Regions from separate parts of the Mus musculus genome. Here regions 1 and 3 are each linked to region 2. Evidence: chromatin contacts called from public HiChIP or PLAC-seq data. All regions are on one chromosome and are shown on one strand. Each heading gives the region's core, a stretch centred on a gene start, on an enhancer-like site or on the middle of the called end of the contact. The rest is flanking DNA. Distances are from core to core; before and after follow the strand shown.

The links. HiChIP or PLAC-seq counts read pairs in DNA pulled down with a chosen protein or histone mark.
Region 1: an H3K27ac HiChIP or PLAC-seq map of large pre-B cells shows a contact between it and region 2, with 11 times the contacts expected there. The contact joins the enhancer-like site here to the promoter of Cntn5 in region 2. A contact is called at or near these places in 2 of 39 promoter capture datasets (embryonic stem cells and pre-B cells), 2 of 15 datasets of contacts at CTCF or cohesin (large pre-B cells and pro-B cells), 2 of 484 Hi-C or Micro-C datasets (the C2C12 cell line and embryonic fibroblasts) and 1 of 115 datasets of contacts at active chromatin or transcription factors (large pre-B cells).
Region 3: an H3K27ac HiChIP or PLAC-seq map of embryonic stem cells shows a contact between it and region 2, with 4 times the contacts expected there. The contact joins the enhancer-like site here to the promoter of Cntn5 in region 2. A contact is called at or near these places in 15 of 39 promoter capture datasets (the 3T3-L1 cell line, the C10 cell line, the HPC-7 cell line and 8 more), 2 of 15 datasets of contacts at CTCF or cohesin (large pre-B cells and pro-B cells), 39 of 484 Hi-C or Micro-C datasets (the C2C12 cell line, the G1E-ER4 cell line, the HL-1 cell line and 23 more), 6 of 115 datasets of contacts at active chromatin or transcription factors (astrocytes and embryonic stem cells) and 1 of 9 other capture datasets (embryonic stem cells).

Annotation. Positions count from the first base shown.
Region 1 is chr9:11,511,958-11,515,718 of GRCm38.p6, reverse strand. No RefSeq gene overlaps it. Among named protein-coding and RNA genes, the nearest start is that of Cntn5, 610 kb to the right of the region's middle. Within about 2 kb of position 1,753, at least 56 of the 459 cell types and tissues checked have an H3K27ac peak or open chromatin away from gene starts, as enhancers often do. A contact at or near this core is called in pro-B cells, where this site is marked.
Region 2 is chr9:10,903,246-10,907,010 of GRCm38.p6, reverse strand. Cntn5 (contactin 5) reads left to right here and starts at 2,236. Exons shown (of 25, transcript NM_001170787.1): 1 at 2,236-2,526. It overlaps Gm32710 (a long non-coding RNA gene), which reads right to left and starts at 2,566. Exons shown (of 3, transcript XR_001779092.2): 1 at 2,327-2,566; 2 at 1,008-1,242.
Region 3 is chr9:11,439,909-11,443,257 of GRCm38.p6, reverse strand. No RefSeq gene overlaps it. Among named protein-coding and RNA genes, the nearest start is that of Cntn5, 540 kb to the right of the region's middle. Within about 2 kb of position 1,452, at least 8 of the 459 cell types and tissues checked have an H3K27ac peak or open chromatin away from gene starts, as enhancers often do. A contact at or near this core is called in differentiating embryonic stem cells, embryonic stem cells and stem cell-derived epiblast-like cells, where this site is marked.

The DNA of each region.
Region 1 (3,761 bases), core at 504-3,003, 610 kb before region 2:
TTTCTAAAGTAGTGTTACAAAATAGAAGGGGATTAGATTTACTCTTTTTATAGCAGGGAGGATTGTGCATAGCTCTCAGAGAAGAATGTTGTGTATATGTGGACAAGACAGGATTAGTGAAAGATAGCCTTGCCAAGGTAAAGGTTAGCCTTGAAAAAGGAAAACGAGAATGAGAAAAACAAGAGTCTTGGTATCTGAATTGGTTCTCCACCTTACTCTGGCTATCCACCTTATTGCCTTCCATCTTGGGAACCCTTCTGGGATTCCTGCTATTAATTTCTTTTGGTCCTTGGGCTTTTCAACGGTTAACTCGCTTTGTTAAATTACAGATAGATTCTGCTCTTTCCGATAAATTTATTTGAGTCGTCTGGACACCGAGACCGACAAAAGACAACCTGCAGCTGTGACCACATCACGTGAGCCCTCACCTCGGGGAGAGAGGCTCAACTTCCATAACCTCTTAAAATAATTCGAGCTGACTTTAAAACCCCTCTCCTCATTTTTTTTGTTATTCCAGATGAATCTGCCAATTGCCCTTTCTAATTCATTGAAGAATTGAGTTGGAATTTTGATGGGGATTGCATTGAATCTGTAGATTGCTTTTGGCAAGATAGCCATTTTTACAATGTTGATCCTGCCAATCCATGAGCATGGGAGATCTTTCCATCTTCTGAGATCTTCTTTAATTTCTTTCTTCAGAGACTTGAAGTTCTTATCATACAGATCTTTCACTTCCTTAGTTAGAGTCACACCAAGGTATTTTATATTATTTGTGACTATTGAGAAGGGTGTTGTTTCCCTAATTTCTTTCTCAGCCTGTTTATCCTTTGTGTACAGAAAGGCAAAACGCTGACACCATTGCATACACTAGCAAGATTTTGCTGAAAGGACCCAGATATAGCTGTCTCTTGTGAGACTATGCCGGGGCCTAGCAAACACAGAAGTGGATGATCACAGTCAGCTATTGGATGGGTCACACGGCCCCCAATGGAGGAGCTAGAGAAATTACTCAAGGAGCTAAAGGGAACTGCAACTCTATAGGTGGAACAACATTATGAACTAACCAATACCCCGGAGCTCTTGACTCTAGCTGCATATGTATCAAAAGATGGCCTAGTCGGCCATCACTGCAAAGAGAGGCCCATTGGACTTGCAAACTGTATATGCCCCAGTACAGGGGAACCCCGGGGCCAAAACGGGGGAGTGGGTGGGTAATGGATTGGGAAGGTGGGTATGGCGGACTTTTGGGATAGCATTGAAGATGTAAACGAGGAAAATACCTAATAAAAATAAAATTAAATTAAAAAAACCCTCTCCTCTTAATTCTGAGTTCCCTGAGAGTCATACCTAATTGAAAGGAGGTTGGTATCAAAATTTGGTTGTAACTTGGCCCTCTGCACCTCCAGTCCCAGCCTCCCAAGCAGCTGAGACAACAGGAGAGTTCCAAACTCCTATGGCTCTGCCTCCCCTCCCCAAAAGATACAAAGAGCCACAAGTGTAGGCCGTGACAGCACCCATGGGAGGAATCGAGTCAATGCTCCCCCAGCCCGGTTAAAGCCCATTCATCCGATGATGAATAGACTATCCTATTACCCTTTATAAAGTCGGGGGAGATGTTAGGGGCCAAAACCAAATTCTTCGTAAAAAGCCTCAAAATGATTGCCAAACCACAAGACATAAAGTTGGGCTTCTTCCCTAAGTTGACTGGTTCAGATAAAGGTCACCAACGGGCTGTTCTGAGAGAGAGACCACAAGATGTGACAAACCCTGAACAAACAACAGGTGTCCAGACCACAAGAATGTACCTTTAGATATTCTAGTTCCTGCTTCCCGCTACAGCTGCCAAAAAAAAAAAAAAAAAAAAAAAAAAAAAAAATTACCACTGCTCCCCTCTGCCCTTCTGCGTAAGGGTTATTTCCCCTTTGTTCTTTTTGTATAAAAACTGCAACCTTTGCTGAATACAATGAGACCTTGACGAGATCCAGATTGACTCTGTGTCTTTTTTGTGCTTGATCTCCTTTTCTCTCTTGCTCCCCCTCCCCCCATTTGGTTTTCAGGAGCAGTCCCCTCGAAACCCACGAATAACTGGACCTGCTGGACGGGTCACTTGGTCCTTTCTCTAATTCAATTCTTTTTATCTAGTAGGTGTTTGCTTAAATACCTTCTTTACAGAGATTGCTACTTTGTACCAAATATTCTTACTGATGGCAAATTTCCACATGGTAATAGTTGAAGAGAATAGTGTTTGAAATTGGAGACTTTCCTGAGCATATTTTGTTGTTGTTGTTGTTGTTTTTGTTTGTTTTCTTCTCTCACATTGTTTGTAGAAATCCTCACAGTAACCTTAATACAAACCTTAGACATCAGCAAATTTGCAGTATTTAATTCACTCAACCAATTTTTACATCATTTTGGAGAACTATTTGAGACAAGATCTCAATGTTTAGACCAGAATGAAATGGGTTTGCTTCAGCACTAATTGCCAGCTTTGCATATATGCATAACCATGCTCAAAGCATTCATAATATTTTATAGATGAAATGATTGTCTTATAACTAACAGCAGAAAGAACATATTTTCAAAGATAGTGGTGTTCTGTCAATAGAAAGTTAAGAAAATGGAATGGTCTGTACATTTCAAATCTCAGCTGGCTCTTAACTTGGCAAAGATGCAGGTGTTCAGCTCAGCCAGAAATCCTCAGGTTAATTTTCTATAAAATATTCCATCATTGTCTTGATTTGTTAATAAAGGTGATTACTGAAATACTTTAATGCTTTATAATTACCCTAGTGCATTAGCTAATCATCACTGTCTGTCAGGATTCAGTGGGAAATTGTGTTGTGGCTAAAGCAAAGCTTACACTGATTAAAATATTTTTTTAAAAAATCAACTTGTAGAGGTACAATGGAATTTTGACATTCTTGTTTTGATAACTGGCATTTAGAAAGGTCCAAATATTTATTTCATTTTGTTTCTTCCCCAATATTAGAAGTTTCCTGCTATTCCTTGCCTCTTTTCCCTTCCCTTCTTAATACTATTGATCTGAGGGCTTCATTCCTCCATGGATTTCACACACATGTACAGCTTACCATCTGCCTCAGCTCTTCTGCACCAGACCCCCACACAGGATCAACTTCACTGCTCATTTCTCACTGAATAGGAACTGATTCAAGCTTCATAAACTAGGCTAGCCATGTAGGACAAGCTTTAATGGAATTCTGTAAGTCCTGTTTTTACTTTTACTTTACTTAAGTCTACTTGAACTGCTAAGCACATAATTGATGTGCATATTAGTGGCTTCCAATAAGAAAGTTCACAGATTTTAGATAGAGAATACTTTAGATTTAGGGATTTTGGAAGTTTGTGATTTCAAATTGAGTGGCATGAGTGTTGTGCACACTGCCATACTTTAACATGGAGCTGAGGGGGAATTGATAAGGCAGAGTCTAGGAAAGTAGTAGAGGTATGATACAGAAAGGAATCAAGTGATTTCTTGTTGAGAGCATTCTCCAATATTTTACAGAATTGGATATAAATTGTTATTTGATATCTACACCAAAATATCATGCAGAGAGTACCTTGGATTGGTGAGCTAAATTTGTGTAAGTGATAGAATAATAATGGATCTAAAGCAATGTAAACTAATAGCACTAGGCAGGAATCATTGCATGGCTTGTGAACAGACCCTCTTAGGCAGAGCTGGAAGTGAGAGACCAAAGATTTTCAAAACCCCTGTTTCTTAGCCTAGAAATCAGATGTCA
Region 2 (3,765 bases), core at 987-3,486:
TTTTTATTTCCTTAATTTATTGATTTGAGAACTGCCTGGCTAAATAGTCCAGGATGAACCCTGGCTATGTCATCGAGATTGTACCCACATTCATGATTGTCTTGCATGAGGCTCTTAGAGTGCTGAGATTATAGGTATGTACCACCAAACCTGGCTCTCATCCATCTTTTGAGAGGCAGATTTTGTTACTTATTAACTGTAAGACTGCATATATCCCTCTCACCATTAGTGTCTGGTAATGTGTTGTAAAGGAAGTATTCTTTGTAAGAAAAGCCAGATTAAACCTCTTCATCACTGTTCTTTCTGGCCTTACCAAATTTTCTCATGCTTTCTGGTGTTTCATGATCTCATGCCTTGATTTATTGGGATACATTCAGTATTTATTGTTTTAGTGAATACATTTCTAGAAGTCAACTTTCATCTTTTCTGGATCAAGGTTAGTTGAAAGCAGATATTAAAATAAAGGATTTAATGACCCAGAAATAGATAACAAAGGCAACAGATCCCCCACAGTATATCTACTATAGTGAAGCATCACCATGCTCAGACTCCAAGACCTGAAGGCTGTAAGTGGTCAGTTATAACAAACATTGATAGCTAAAACCTCATTGTACAATTTTTGAAAAAGCTTTAAAGCTTTTAGATTCAGAATCTAGTCTGCAGTATATTTAAAGAGCTTATAAAACTCTGGAGATTCTTTCCCCTAAACAACAGCCTGCTGTAGGCATTGAGCCAACATAGCAGAGAAGCCGCCCAGAAAACTTGCCTCTCCCAAACTATCCCTCGGTTAACACATAAGGAAAATAACCTAATTACTGGAAAGCATGAACAAGAAAATAAAAAGTATGGAAGGGTAGAGAAGCATTAAATGCAAATACACATTAATTGTCTTTGCTGTGGAGAAAGAAGCGAATCTACATCCTGAGGGTACCCATTCAATAAAGTCTTGATGTTTGCATAACATGTGCAAAGAGCCAAGGACCAGGAAAACGACTAATTTTAATTACCAGGAAAGCTGTAAGAACGGGATCAGAGAGCTCCAGTGGTATCTTGGCTTCCAGCTACTGGCTCTGTGCTCCTTGCCAATTACAGCCTCTCGCAGCCACTGGGGGCAAAAGCCATGCGGAGAGGATCCATCCAGATGAACGCAGGCTTGGGCTGGACGCACACACATGTGAATAGCGTGTGCCTCCTGGTTCAGGTGCAGCCCAAAGCTCACGCAGAGTTCCAAGTGTAGATAGGCTGGCAGAGAAGAGAGTATGTGATTCCAGACTTGTCACGTACAGGTGCAAGCCACATGGAGTTGGAGACAAAATGTATGTAACAAAATGTATTTCATAAATACTGGATTACCACCACACACATGAAACTGGAGCACTCAAAGACAGGGAAAGTGGAGAAACCTGAAGAACAATGACACTAAAGCTGTCACCGCAGATTTACTATCTAGGCAATTTTTTTTTTTTTTCAACTCTGGACATTGTGATTTCCAATGTGATTTTTCTGGACACTGACATTTTCCGAAAAACAAAAACAAAAACAAAAACAAAACAAAAAGCAACAACAACAACAAAAAATAACAAACTGCTATTTCTTTTGCTGTTTCAGAGCTGACTCTAAACCACTACCCCACTCATCACTCCCAAGGACAAGTAATAACACCCCCTATCCCAGCACTCTTAGATGAAACTCGCATGTATACATAAAAAAAGAGAATTGCCTCCCAGTTAGAACCTAACCACACTCTCCCAAGTGCCAGTTCTGCTCTGGAGCCCACATAAGTGAATCTGAGCCTCTGGCTGTCTGAGCTATCAACACAGCCTGGCAATCAGCAGGGACAGTGGCAGGCCAAGGGAGGAAAGGACCCAGACTCTGCCAGCACTGTTAGCTCTCAGTGGAGAGGTGGCCAGGTATGGGAACAGCCTTCATGACTTTGGAGAGAAAAAGATGGGGAGGGAATCGGTTAGCAAGTGATGCCAGGGGAGTACCTTCTAAGAAAAGAAAGAAATCCAAAGCCCTGCTTGAGGCATACAGTCTTTTACAGGCAGGGACATGCTAAATGAGCCTTTGCAGCGCAAAGCAGTGAGGCGCCTGGCGACGGTGACAGCGCGGAGCGGGAGGGGCGCGGGCCACTCTGGGAGAGACCCAGCCAGTCAGGGCGCGCGGCGCGGGGCGCGTGGACGCATTGGAGCATCCGCGCGCGAGCCCGGAGCAGCAGCGGGAGGAGGCGCCCACTTGCACCTGCCTGCATCTCTCAACTACTCCGCCCCACGCAACTGATGGCAGCCAAGTGCCATTAAAGCTGGCAGTCAGGAGGATGCCTCACCTGGGTCCCTTCTGCTGGGAGAGGCAGGGCAAACCAGAGGAAAATTCCCAGTGAAGGACTCAGAACTCTGCGATTTCTCTTCTGTCACAGGCTGTGGAGCACCTAAGGAACTGCTCCACCTGAGGTGTGTCCAGGGCACGAGGATGGAAGATGAGGATTGAGAATCACCAAAATGAACAGAGGCAGCTGGCGTCTCATTGGTAAGTGGCTGGCATTCCTTCGCTGGTGATTGCTGCCTGTGATGCTGCACTTTGGTTCCCAGCCACTTAGGGTTTTTGACACAATCACTTCTGCAAAGCCATCCTTCCTCGTCGTGTTGCCAGAGGTAAAAACTGTTCATTGGTGCATGTTTAAAGACAGGGAAAACAGTGGGTTTTTGTTTGTTTGTTTGTTTTGTTTGTTTGTTTGTTTTTCTCTGCTGGGATTTGATGTTGAAAAGTTGAAGCAAGTGTAAAACCTATTGTATGTTTCATAAAGCCACCGGAAACAGGAGGAAAAAACTAGAAGCAAGTATGCTTTTTGGATGGCAAATGTCAGGAGGGATAAGAATATTTTCTTACCAAAGTAATAAAATGCTTTGGAAGACAAAAATGAAATGGTGTTGTCAGGTCATGGCTGAGAATCTCATAGACCGAATAACTGAGAATACAGACAGAATACCTGGGCATGTAGTGGTGCAATAACTTGTTAAAATGCAGGAGAGATGCAAGCAGAGTTCTGCAAAGTTTGGGAAACTGAGAAAAGTGGAACCTCGAATTATGCTGAGTGATCTCCCCCACGTGTTGTGCATAGATGTTTGCTGAATATATGTTCCCAGTTTCTTATTTTTATAGGGATGTGGGGAGAGTGTTTTCTCAATTTCTATGACTATGATGTTCAGTAAGCTGAGGATTGCTATGACAACCTGAAAATTTTTAGGTTGCTTAAATTTATTTTATTCCAAAAAGAAAAAGAATTCATCAATATTTCAGAATAATTTTATGTAAAATTAGCATAAGTAAGACAAAAGCATGGTAATTGTAGGACAGGTTTGCAAGAGAGCTTTAATAGTACGATGTGTGTGAGGCTTTACCCATACACAGCTCACATGCTTTTATGAAAAGAAGTCATTTAGGTAATTCAGCTCTCTGCTCTGATTCTGAGTCTTAGCCATGAGAAAGAAATGAAAACAGTAGCAAACCTTAAAATAGCAGTGTCATTTAAAAAAGAAACAATGAATTAAGCTTACAAAGTGTTGTAAATGTAATTGGTTGCTACTGGGCTGCAGCACACCTTCTGGATTACCTCTAAATGTCACTGCAAGCTATAAGTTCTGCATCCTGATTAACACCAAGACTAAACTGAGACTAAGACAGGAAGAAATGCTTGCAAAGTGTCAGTGGCCAGTGGTGAACAACTCACCTGTCGTGCTTCCCATAATTTCTCATTTCATGCTGGAA
Region 3 (3,349 bases), core at 203-2,702, 540 kb before region 2:
ATCAAATGATCCTAGGTGGTTGGGTTCATTTTTGGGTTTTAAATTCTATTCTATTGCTCTACATGCCTGTTTCTGTACCACTACCATGCAGGTTTTTTTTTTTTTTAAATCACAATTGTGATTTGAGTTTTAGTACCATTTTTTTACAAATGTGAGTGCCCTTGCATTTGGGGCATAGATGTTCAGAATTGAGAGTTCATCCTAGTGGATTTTTCCTTTAATAAGTATGTACTAACCTTCTCCATCTTTTTTGAAAACTTTTGGCTGAAAGTCTATTTTCTTGGATATTAGGATGACTACTCCAGCTTTTTTTCTTGGGACTATCTGCTTCAAAAGCTTTTTCCCATACTTTTACTCTGAGAGAATGTCTATCTTTGACTCTGAGGTATGTTTTCTGTATGCAGCAAAATATTGGATCATGTTTATGTATCCAGCCTGTTAATCTATATCTTTTTATTGGGGAATTGACCCCACTGATGTTGAAAGATTTAAAGGATCTATGACTGTTGCTTTCTGTAATTTTTGTTGTTAGTGTTAGAATTAAGTTTGTGCGTTTCTCTTCTTTTGGGTTTGTTGTGAAAAGATTAATTTCTTGCTTTTTCTTGGTTGTATTTTTCCCTCCTCGTGTTGGATTTTTCCTTCTATTATCCTCTGTAGGCCTAGATTAGTAGAAATATGTTGTTTAAATTTGCTTTTGTCTTAGAAAACATTGATTTCTCCATCTATTCTAGTTGGAAGTTTTGCTGGGTATAGTAGCCTGGGTTGGCATTTTTGATCTCTTAGGGTCTGACTGACATCTGCCCAGGCTCTTCTGGCTATTATAGTCTCTATTGAGAAGTCTCCTGTAATTCTGATAGGTCTGCCTCTATATATTACTTGGCCTTTTTCCCTTACTGCTTTCAGTACTCTTTGTTCTGTGCATTTTGTATTTTATGTATTACATGACAGGAGAAATTTCTTTGGTTTGTTTGTTTGTTTGATTGATTGTTTGTTGAGACAGGGTTTCTTGTATAGCCCTGGCTGTCCTGGAACTCACTTTGTAGACCAGGCTGACCTCAAACTTAGAAATCTGCCTGCCTCTGCCTTCCAAGTGCTGGGATTAAAGGCGAGCACCACAATTTATTTTCTGGTCCCATCTGTTTTGTGTTTCATAGGCTTCTTGTATGTTTATAGGCATATCTTTCTTTACGTTAGAAAAGTTTTTTTTTTGTTTTTTCTACAATTTTGTTAAACATGTTTGCTGGCCCTTTTAGTCTGGAATTGTCACTCTCTTCTATTTCTATTATTCTCAGGTTGTGTCTTTTCATTTTGTTCTGCATTTCTTGAATATTTTTAGAGAGGAGCTTTTGTACTTTGTATTTTCCTTGACTGTTTTGTCTATGTCTTCTATTGTATGTCTAGACACACTCCAGTGAAGACTGCCTGGCAGGCTGAGAGGCCTGAAAGCACTCACGAGGCAAAGGTTAAGTTTTCACGGAAACTTAACCTCCTGGAACCAGGCATTCTCATAACCCGTACTCATACCCTATTCCCATGTTAGTCTGGTGTATGGATCCACGTGCTCTTTTTTAGTATTATTTTATTATAAGTGCCTTTAAAGATTGAATTTTGACATAGCTAAGCCTTTGCCAGTGTTCCAACGTAATAGAAAATCCAACAAACTTGGAATTCGGTAGGAATTCAGTGAGAAGGTTATCTATTCAGTAACATTCAAATTTACTTCTAGTAGAGAAAGCGAAACGAATTAGGCATTATAAAGAACGGAGGAGGAATAGCTCAGGGCTGGTCTGCAGAGTGTTCACTTGAGACAATAGCCAGTTTTACCCGAACAAGGGAATACACAATGGCCTAGTGAATAGGTGGGTTTACCATGAAAGAATTAGGGAATCCCCCTGAGGCAGGTTCCTTCACTAGGCCCAAAGAAACAGCATAAATCAGGCATTTACTAAGAACCCCTGGTGGTGGGCTTAACAATAGACTAGCATTATACCTGGCTCCCTTCTTAGTGGCAATGGCCTGGTCCCTGCCTTCTTTTGATGTATACATTCCTTTTGTATTGTGTCAATGTAACTCAGAGGATGTATCTCGCCTGGTTTCTTGTTATTCTTCTGTATAAAAAGTCTGATGCTCGACTTGACATTACATTCTGATTCTACACAATCTCTTATGTTGCGTCTGTCTGTCATTCATTCACCCACTCCTTGTCCACTTGCAACCAGAGACCCATTCTGTGCAGACAAGGGACCAAGAGGGTCTGCAGCATTGTATGTTCTGAGAATCTCTCTTCTATATCTTGTATTCTCTTATGATGCTTGCATTTGTGACTCCTGTTCTATTTTCTAGGTTTTCAATCTCCAGGGATGTCTCCTTTTGTGTTTTCTTCAATGATTCTACTTCCATTTCTAAATCCTGGGCAGTTTTGTTCAATTCCTTCACCTATTTGATTTCTCCTGCATTTCTTTAAGGGATTTATGTGTTTTCTCTTTAAGGATTTCTTGTTTTCCTATGTTCTTTTGCATGTCATTAAGGGAGTTATTAATGTCCTTCTTTATGCCCTCTATCATCTTCATGAAATGAGAATTTAGGTCTTAATCTTGTTTTAAGGGTGTGTTTATGTATCCAGGATTTGCTGTGATGGGAGAGCTGGGTTCTGATGTTGCCAAGCCAAATTGGTTTCTGTTACTTATGTTGTTATGCTTGCCTCTTGCTATCTGGTTATCTCTGGTGTTATTTGATCTCCTCCCTGTCTCTGACTGGAGTCTGTCCTTCCTGTGATCCTGTGATCCTGGGGGTCGAGCTGGGGGTGGTTGTGATTCGAGCTGCCATTGGTGAGTGTGCTGTGTGGGATCAGGTTGGAGCTGGAAGGTACCCTGGTATCAGGCTGGACAGGAATCTGCTTCCCCAAGTCGCAGGGGTACTGCTATGATGGCCTTCTGGGAGGGGTTTAAGATCTCACCTGTGGAGCTGGATGTGTCTGAATACTTGGGGTGTGTGCTGTGAGGGATCAGACCCAGTCCGGTCTAGCTCCTGGCTGGTACAGGTGGCAAATAATAATAATAATAATAATAATAATAATAATAATAATAACCACAACAAGTTTTCTTTACAAATAAACCTTACAGAATTTTTGAGTCTTTTGAAAGTTTCAAGTGTGTGTTGTATTGTCATTTCCCTCTAGAGCAGGACACAAATTCTTATTCTATTTCAGAACTTATTTACATGTAGCTAATATGTCTTTTAATATTTGAATTACTCAGTTACTCCACCCTATGCCTCTGATACAGTGGTTGATATTGTTGACTTGACAGAATCTAGAGATGAAGACATGTGGCAGAAGAACCTATGATTA